Regions from separate parts of the Mus musculus genome. Here all the other regions are linked to region 2. A link is a contact called in public Hi-C and HiChIP or PLAC-seq data. All regions are on one chromosome and are shown on one strand. Each heading gives the region's core, a stretch centred on a gene start, on an enhancer-like site or on the middle of the called end of the contact. The rest is flanking DNA. Distances are from core to core; before and after follow the strand shown.

The links. A called contact is a pair of places that touch in the nucleus more often than the background predicts. HiChIP or PLAC-seq counts read pairs in DNA pulled down with a chosen protein or histone mark.
Region 1: a contact with region 2 is called in a Hi-C map of the N1E-115 cell line, with 2.6 times the contacts expected there. The contact joins the promoter of Cacnb3 here to the promoter of Pfkm in region 2. A contact is called at or near these places in 7 of 39 promoter capture datasets (the 3T3-L1 cell line, the SN4741 cell line, hippocampal neurons and 3 more), 2 of 484 Hi-C or Micro-C datasets (B cells and the N1E-115 cell line) and 2 of 115 datasets of contacts at active chromatin or transcription factors (large pre-B cells and pancreatic cancer cells).
Region 3: an H3K27ac HiChIP or PLAC-seq map of embryonic stem cells shows a contact between it and region 2, with 2.7 times the contacts expected there. The contact joins the promoter of Fkbp11 here to the promoter of Pfkm in region 2.

What each region holds. Positions count from the first base shown.
Region 1 is chr15:98,633,444-98,636,143 of GRCm38.p6, forward strand. It overlaps Cacnb3 (calcium channel, voltage-dependent, beta 3 subunit), which reads left to right and starts at 1,324. Exons shown (of 13, transcript NM_007581.3): 1 at 1,324-1,770. The coding sequence starts at 1,726.
Region 2 is chr15:98,107,145-98,109,844 of GRCm38.p6, forward strand. Pfkm (phosphofructokinase, muscle) reads left to right here and starts at 1,327. Exons shown (of 23, transcript NM_001163487.1): 1 at 1,327-1,467.
Region 3 is chr15:98,726,933-98,729,632 of GRCm38.p6, forward strand. It overlaps Fkbp11 (FK506 binding protein 11), which reads right to left and starts at 1,266. Exons shown (of 6, transcript NM_024169.4): 1 at 1,025-1,266; 2 at 751-816; 3 at 279-366; 4 at 1. The coding sequence starts at 1,153.

The DNA.
Region 1 (2,700 bases), core at 74-2,573, 530 kb after region 2:
CAGTGGAAGCTGCCTCCCCCAGTTGCAGCTGGTGCCCTCAGACACAAGGGCTCCAATAAAGTTGCCTGCCGGTCCTTCAGTCAGGAGACAGACTAGGGTGTCATTAGATGAGCCCCCCCCCCCATCTTTTTCTTACCGAGGGAACAGGAAGATAAGATATAGGTGGGAAGCCAGTTGGCTTGGGTGGGTGGTCTTCCTCTCCTTTCTACCGCACAGAACCTTCTATAGATCTCTTGAACCCTTCCCAATTGTAACCGGAAGGGTGGGCAAGTGTCCTGAACTTACACCCTCCGGGGTTTCAGGAGCTAGAAGTGGCAAAGGGCTGAGTTGAGAAAGCGAGACACCAAGCACGGCTGGTGTCTGCCTCACATCCTCTTGGGATGCCCAAGCAGGAGGTTAAAATGCAAAAGGAAAATTTTGGTCGGGGGGGGGGGGGGAGGGATGTAAAAAGGGAGCGAGCTCAAATGATGACAGCTTTTAGAAGATCTCTTCAGAGATTGCGACTCTTTCCTCGAATGGCGGGGTGGGGGTGGAGGGCGCTGACTGGTGCTGGATGATTAGAACCAGCATCCTGCACACCGTACGTAATTCTGGTCTTTTGCAAAGCGGTAGGCTTTACCCTTCTTCCTTCCCAACCTCAGCGTCAGGATCGCACCTTTGCTCCACCCTTTAAGCTCACCTAAAACAGCCCCTTTCTGCCCCAGTTCCCGCGGATGCTTTGGCAATGTCTGGCACAATCCTTGGCAGGGAAGTGAAGAAGAGAATCTCCATCCCGGCTTAACTTGGATAAAATCTGCCCGTGCAACAGGTGTGGGGAGGCCTAGCCACCGTCCCCGAACTTCCCCCTTCTTAAGGGTCGGCCCTTTACCGCAGCCCGGAACGGAGAGGGCCGGGCACCTGTTGGGGCAGGAGCTGCTTTCATGGCACGGGTCTGGGAGCTCAAAACCATTTCTCCCTAGTACCACTGCGGGGTTTGCTTTGGGTGTCTCCAGGACTTGCAGAGAGCTGACATTGCCGGATCACCTGAGACCTCTTCCCCATCTGCTGTCCGTCCTCCTTTAGATCTCCATTTTCCTGTCTCCGCGTTCTCCCTGCCTCCAGTCCTCCTCTCTCTCCAGCCATCCTCCCCGCCGCCCGCACCCTCTCGATTCTCCACCGGGCTCGCGTCTGGTTGCGGCGTCTCTCCCCTTCCCCTCCCCCGCGCCAGCCCTTTGTTTCCCGGCGGAGCAGTTCCTGGGTTGCGAGAGTCCCTGTCTCTGCATCTCTCCTCGCCCCGCCTCCTCCCCGCCGGGATCCGCCCCGCCTGCAGCCTCTCCGCCCTTCTTCCCCGCCGCCCCGGCCCCGGAGGTGCCGGGGACCCACCTTCCCGACTCGCGTGCGCCCGGTTCCGCGGCCCCGGCGGGTCCCCCCTGGCTGCCGCGCCCCCGCCGCCCGCGTCTTCCCGGGAGGGGGTCAGGTGGGCGGGCACTATTGTTGTGGGAGCCGGCGGCAGATTCCTCAGCCGCGCTGGCGCGCTCGGGGTGGGACCGGCTGGGCTGGGGGGTGGGGAGGGGAGCGGTGATCTGAGCTGCGAGCAGCTGGTCTTCGCGGCTCGCTCCTTCCTTCGCGCTCGCGCTCTCCGCCGCCGCCGCCCGCAGGGCTGCGCGGCTCGGTGGCATCTCGGGCGCGGCCCGCCGTCCTCGCCCCCGGCGCCGCTCGCTCCCCCCACCCACCCCGGACTCCCCCATGTATGACGACTCCTACGTGCCCGGGTTTGAGGACTCGGAGGCGGTGAGTGCCCGCGGGGGAGGGTGGGGGGTGGGGGTGGGGGAGTTGGGATGACACCTCTCTCTCTTCAACCCTTCCCCCAGTTCTGCACTTTGAAAAACGCCTTGGCAGCGAGCGGGGCAGCGCGCGTAAGCCGGCGGGGGGCTCTCTAGGAAAGTGGGAAGATGGTCTCTCATAGCCAGGTATCCCAGGTACTCCGGTGTGTGCACAGGGACGCTGTAGGGGGAAGGCTCGAGCAGGTGGCCCCAAAGCTCAGGACATAGGAGGCTGAGGAGGGGAGGACAGAAGGCCCCGACACCGAGGTTTTTAGAGCGAACATGGAACATTTGGAGTTCCGTATCCTGGGTTCATGGGGTCTGAACACAACAGGGAAAGCTGAGCTCCGGGGGAGACACTCCGGACTTGTGCCTCAAGTAAATGACAAATTAGGGAGCTGGAAGAACATTAGCGACTCGCGTACCAGCCTCTGCAGACAGGAATTCTAGAACTTGGTCTCTTTTTCCTCTCTGCCCACCCCCCCTGCGCATGGCCTTGACTGCTCTCACTCACCACTGCCTCTAGCTCAGCTTCTTGGAAAGGCCACCAACCACAGGGGTGGGCCATCAGACTGTGTTCAGTCTAGCCCCCTGCAGAGGAGGGCCTGGAGGTGAGGCCAGGGGAGCTCAGGGGCATGGGGATGGGAAGGAAGCTCTTTGCTCCGAGAACCAGGCAACCAATAAATATTTAATTCTTCTCTTTGCTTTTATCTCCTGACCCACTGAGACAAATCAGCTCATTAGACAGTGATTCCCGGAGCTCAGAGAGCAGAAAGACTGCCTGGAAAGATGGGACAAGAGTTGGGGGGGGGGGTCAGTGTCAGAGCCTCATGGAGTCACCAGTCTCCCCTTAGACATCCCACTCGATATGGGAAAGGACCACTAACAGGGCTTGAAA
Region 2 (2,700 bases), core at 77-2,576:
TGTTGGATGTGGTCTTCCTCTGGAGTCAACTCATCAGGGGCTACACTCTCAGAAAACTGTCTCTCCCTGCCTCCAGCAGCTAAGGATTGCCATTTGCTCCATGGCTGGAATGGTCTGGACTTGGCTTGCACAGATTTTGTAAATGCTGTCGAAACTGCTCTGGATTCATATCTGCAGCTGCCCCGGTGTGCCCATAAGATAATTTTCCTTGCAGCCTCCCACTGCCTCTGGCCCTTCCCTTCTTTCTGACCCTTCCTTGGGAATGATTCCTGGGCCTCCTGGGTGGGGGTGCGGTCTATTATTTGTTGCACTTTGTCCAGCTGTGGTTGCTGTGTTAATCACCACCTACGACAAATAGAAACTCTCAGATGAGGGTTGAGAGAGGTAGAAGATGGGAGGTGGGTGGGGGAAAGGGTACAGAAAGGCAGACCGCACCAGCACCGGGTGGGGTTACTAGGCAGGTCTGAGGGGTCTTTCTTCTACATCCCAGTCCTTTATCAGATACATGATTTGCAAATACTGCCTTCGGTTTTATAGGTTCACTTGCATTCTTATCGTTGGCAGCCGGAATGTACATGGCAGAGGCAAAGCTAGCAGAGAAAGAAAGGGCAGTAGAGAAATCCGCCGGTCCTGGGACACAGAGTAAAGTTGACTGTGGATAAGCATTCAAGCAAAGACAAGAGGGGAGGCAGCAGAGCAGAGGGTGTGAGCTGGGGATGTTGGTGGTGCTCAGGGAACACCAGCCCAGTGTTCCTTAGAGCGCCTGCTGCAAAAGTATCTTCTGGGAGGTAGCTTTTCCCTCCCAGACTCTTGCAACCTGCTGCTGCGGACTTGAGAAGGGGCCTTTCCCTCTTTGGTCCGTGGTAGCATGCAAGCTGGATTCGCCCTCTTTCCTCTCTGAGAAATGATGCAAACGTGGAAAGACTTTTGAGGTTATTGTATAAGATATACCAGTGTTCTGTGTTTCTTAAAGGCAGGTATCTGTCTTAAGACAAAGCCTGGCACACAGACTCCAGATAAACATGTCCCTTGAAAGCGCGATAGGGGTGGTCAATTGCTGTGGTTGGATTTTAACAGTGGCACACGTTTGAATTCAAGGAATAGCAGACAAGCCAGGAGAGAAAAAGTTGGCTTAGTTGGAGACAAGATTAGCAACTAGATAAATTCTAACCCTCACCACGCACACGAGCAGCTAGCTCCCAAGATAAAGATGTGCTCGGGAAGCAAGCATGCAAGCAGCGGCCACAAGGCATCAGGGTTCTTAAGGGGTGGAGGAAGAGGAGGAGAGAGGCAAGCAGAGGGAGGCGGAGCCTCCTTGCCATTTTCGGCCTGTAGAGGTTTGGAAGCCTCTCCTCCTCCCGCGGCTGCCTCCACCTGGCTCCTCCCCGTGTTCGCCAAGCTCCCCTCCCCCTTTCCCCAAGGACAATCTGCAAGAAAGCAGCGGCGGAGGAGAGCTAAAACTACAAGGCAAGAGGGAGGCCTTGGGTGGAGAGCGAGGGGCGAAGCCAAGAGTGAGGTGGGAGCGAACGTGCCGTGCCGGGAGCAGGCGGTGGGGAGGACGGAAAGGAACAGAGGGCCAGACGTGACAAGGCATCCGAAATCGCAGGCGAGAGGGGGGATGGGTGCTGGGCACTCGTGAAGAAGCGGAGCCCCTCGGTTAACCGCCCAGCACTTGCACGCTCAGATCCCAGAGGCATGGGCAGGGGTGCTGGGCTGTGTTGCACTTGGTTGCCTGACCCCTCCCCTGGCACATATCCAGTTCAAATTGGTGCACCTATGATGCTTCCAGGCTGTGTTCCTCCTGCCCCCTGCGAGCTCACACACATACGATTCTGTATATTTATATTTAGCATCAGTGACTATGTCACATGCGTGTCACCGTGAGTCCATGAAGTATGGGGGCATACGAACTGCATGTATTTTTGTGTCCTGTGCCTCTTGACATACAAACTCAGGAGAACGTGAGCCGCTGTCACAGGCCAGCTAACCTTGGTAGGGTGAACTCGTCTCTTCCACTGAAAGCACGACATGGGGAAGTGTGGGGGCTTCTACAGGTGATGAGCCAATCTGGTGACGAACTCCAGGAATAAAAGAAAAACCCTCAGGGAAAAAGAGCCAGAACAGTTAGATAAATGTTCTTCTTTTCCAAAATTTTGGGTTCCCATTGGGTTCTCTAATCATGTAGTCTTTCTCACGACCAGCAGAAATCGAGACGTTAGCATGCCAGGTTTATGTGTGTTCATGTTGCTTTCCCGGTTTGTCACTTTCTAAGTCCTACATGTGCCTGAGTGTTTTGATTTGCTTTTTTATTTCAAATTAGCATATGAGCTATTAGTTATCTCTGGGACATTTTAGAACAAAATTTCGTTTTAGTAGACCCTCCTTTTCTCTCACCTCCCCCACCCACCCCGTGACCCCTGACTTTGCTGTGCACCCCTCTGTTCTCTTCTCCTTTCATGTCCCCTCCCCCATCCTTCATCACCTATTCTCATCTCTCTTGGTCTCGTCTCTAATTTTTAAGGGTTTACCCACACTTACTCCCGTTCATGCGTATACAGGTCTACTTTACAGGGTAGGAGCTTCATATGAGAGACAGAGGAAATGTAGTTTTTGTCTTTCTGAGTTTGGGTCACTTAATACTACACTTTGTAGATCCATCCATTTTTCTAAAAAAAAAAAAAAAAGCAATAATTTAGGCTT
Region 3 (2,700 bases), core at 16-2,515, 620 kb after region 2:
CCTTGAGGAAGAAGGCAAAACTGAACTAGAAGCTACATATCTTCCCCACAGTACCCAAGAGGAAAATCAAAGGCTCCCCGTCATCAAATGAGCTTAGCTCCACTTCTCAGACTCTCTGCCGCAGTGATGTGTGGGGCAAGAAGAGTGTTAGAAGTGGAGTCTGAGGTAGCGGGAGAGCCTTGGGATCCTTTTCATTCTAGCGGCTGTTCCAGAGCAATACAGCCGGCAAGCAAGCAAGGGCTTAGGCTAGGGAGAGGTCAGAGGCACGGGGCACATACCTGGAATCACCTGCTTTTGGCCGAGTTCTATGACCAGAGGATCTCTGGTCAGAGAAGTGTCAATAATGCGTCCATCTACCAAACTGCCCTGAAGACAAAAAAAAATGGTGGGTCTAAACCCACCATTCTTCCCACAATTTGGGACCACCCGGAAGGAAGCAACCCCTTTAACAAACTTGTGTCCTGTCCCCATCTCCTTCCACCCACCACCACCATGGGCAAGAAGGAACAGGAAGCCCCACGGGGCTGGCGCTTCTTGGAGCTCTCTCTATCCTTCTTTTCTCAGCGCTGGAGAGGAATCGGCAGAAAACAAGGAAGAAAGAGAAGCAGGCGAGAGGACGCCCCCACGTGCGGGCTGATCCTAGGACTCAAGTTCTCTAGGATAGCTTGCCACGTGTCCAAGCCAAAGCTGACGTGTTTCAGCCGGGCGCCGCCCCTCCCAGGCCACGCCCCGGACCCCCAAGCCCCTCACCGTGTAGTGTATGTGGAGCGTGTCTCCAATGGCAGCAGATTCCGTGCACGATTCAGGGGGCTGCACCTACGATCAGACTACAAGGGTCAAGGCTGCTCCTCCTAAGCTCCTCTGGAGACCCAGCACCTTTTCCCCCAACTCAGTTCCTTCGCTTCTTTCCTCTTCACTCTCACAGGACCATTTAGAGTCCCAGGCTTCCCCGCGATCCCTGGCCGTAAAGGGGAACGGCGGGACATGGGGTGGGGGGAGGGGAGTGGCACCACAGTCTCCTCACCAGGGTCTCCACTTGGAGGGTCCGGACAGGACTTTCGGTTTCTGGCCCAGCCTCAGCCCGGCACACCGCCCCACTGAACAGTAGCAGCAGTAACAGCTGGAGTGGTAGGAGCAAAGGGCTCAGGGTCATGATTGGACCGGGTCAGAGCACCAGGATACCAGGGCAGGCTGTTCGGGTGCACGCGACCAGGACGGGTTCCCTCACTCCAGGCCAGACTGGTATGGGCGGGTTTTCAAGGCGCTAGCTCCTCCTCCTCCTCCTCTTGCAGCCCTCCCTCCACTTTGTCCCCACCTCCTAGAGGGGAAGAGACTGCAGAATTCCCTAACCTGTGATGGAGGTCGCGGATGGTGACCCATCTAACAGTCTTTCTGACCCATGACGACGGCTGGATCATGTAATAGCACATATTTGCCATTACCAACTGTAAAGAGGGGCGTTCGTTTGTCTCTAACCTGCGAATGGCCAGGAAAGGGAGGCACACACTTGTCCCCATTTCATAGCTAGGGCACTTGCCCAAGGTTAACATGGCAACTGGTGACAGTACTCAAGCACAGGGCTAGCATTTGTGCTCTGCTCGGTCTTCTAAGATCTGTCCCTTTCCACTAAGCCCAGAGGCAGGTGTCCAAGTCGGCTGACCCTTCACACTCCTGTTCATTCTGCTCTCGGGTATGTCCAGAAAGAGCTGGCGGCTTCTCCAGCCTCCTGTCTTGGGAAGCATTACGGGGCATCTTCCTGTAAAAAGTGATCCATCACAGATCTTCTCCTACCAGCAATGGCGTTTCCTTCCTGTTTTCCACAAATCCTTTTCACAACAGCAGCACGGACACCAGTCTTGTGTTTATGCAAGGACTTCAGTTTTTAAAGGGGGCTCAAGTAATTTTAGGCAGCCTTACCAGTTTCGAATTTCATGGTCTGAACACTCACTGACAACCTAAGCTGTGGTACCCAGCTCCTGGTCACTCACTCAAAGGCTGTCTGGCATGGTGTCCTTCCATACCATATTTATTCTCAGGCTGTTTCTTGGTTCGTTGTCTTCTTTAGCATTGATACCGGTTGTAAACACAATTCCACCTGTGTGTCTGGCCAGCAGCTCAGACTACACACACACACACCCAACACACACTTCCTCTTATTTGGAAGAACCTGACCTCCCTGACCTGGCTGTCTTGGTGGTTCTCCTGTACCGACATTCTGAGATTTCTTCCATCTCTAATACCCAACCAGTTTCCTTTGGGATTTCCTCTTCCAGCCCCATTAGCGAGTGCCTCCATATATAATGCTATCATTCTAATTAAGCTCTCATGTTCTCTGGGGGTGGCTTTGTGGTATTGGGGATCCAGTCCAGGCAGGGCTCTGCTCATACCTGGCAAGCGCCTTAGTTAACACCCCTAACCCAGGAATTATTTTTTAAATGCTCATTGTCAGAGGCTGGATAGATGGCTCAGTGCTTAAGAGAGTTTGCTGCTCTTCCAAAGACCAATTCCCTGCACACACATCAGATGGCTCAAAAAGTCTGTAACTCTAGCTCCAAGGACTCCAATGCCCTCGTCTAGTGTCCATATACACAATAAAAATAAATCTTAAAAAAAAAAAAGCAAAACCCTGCCTTCCAGATGTTGTGGTACACACCTTTAATTCCAACACTCAGGGGGCAGAGGCAGACAAATTCCTGAGTT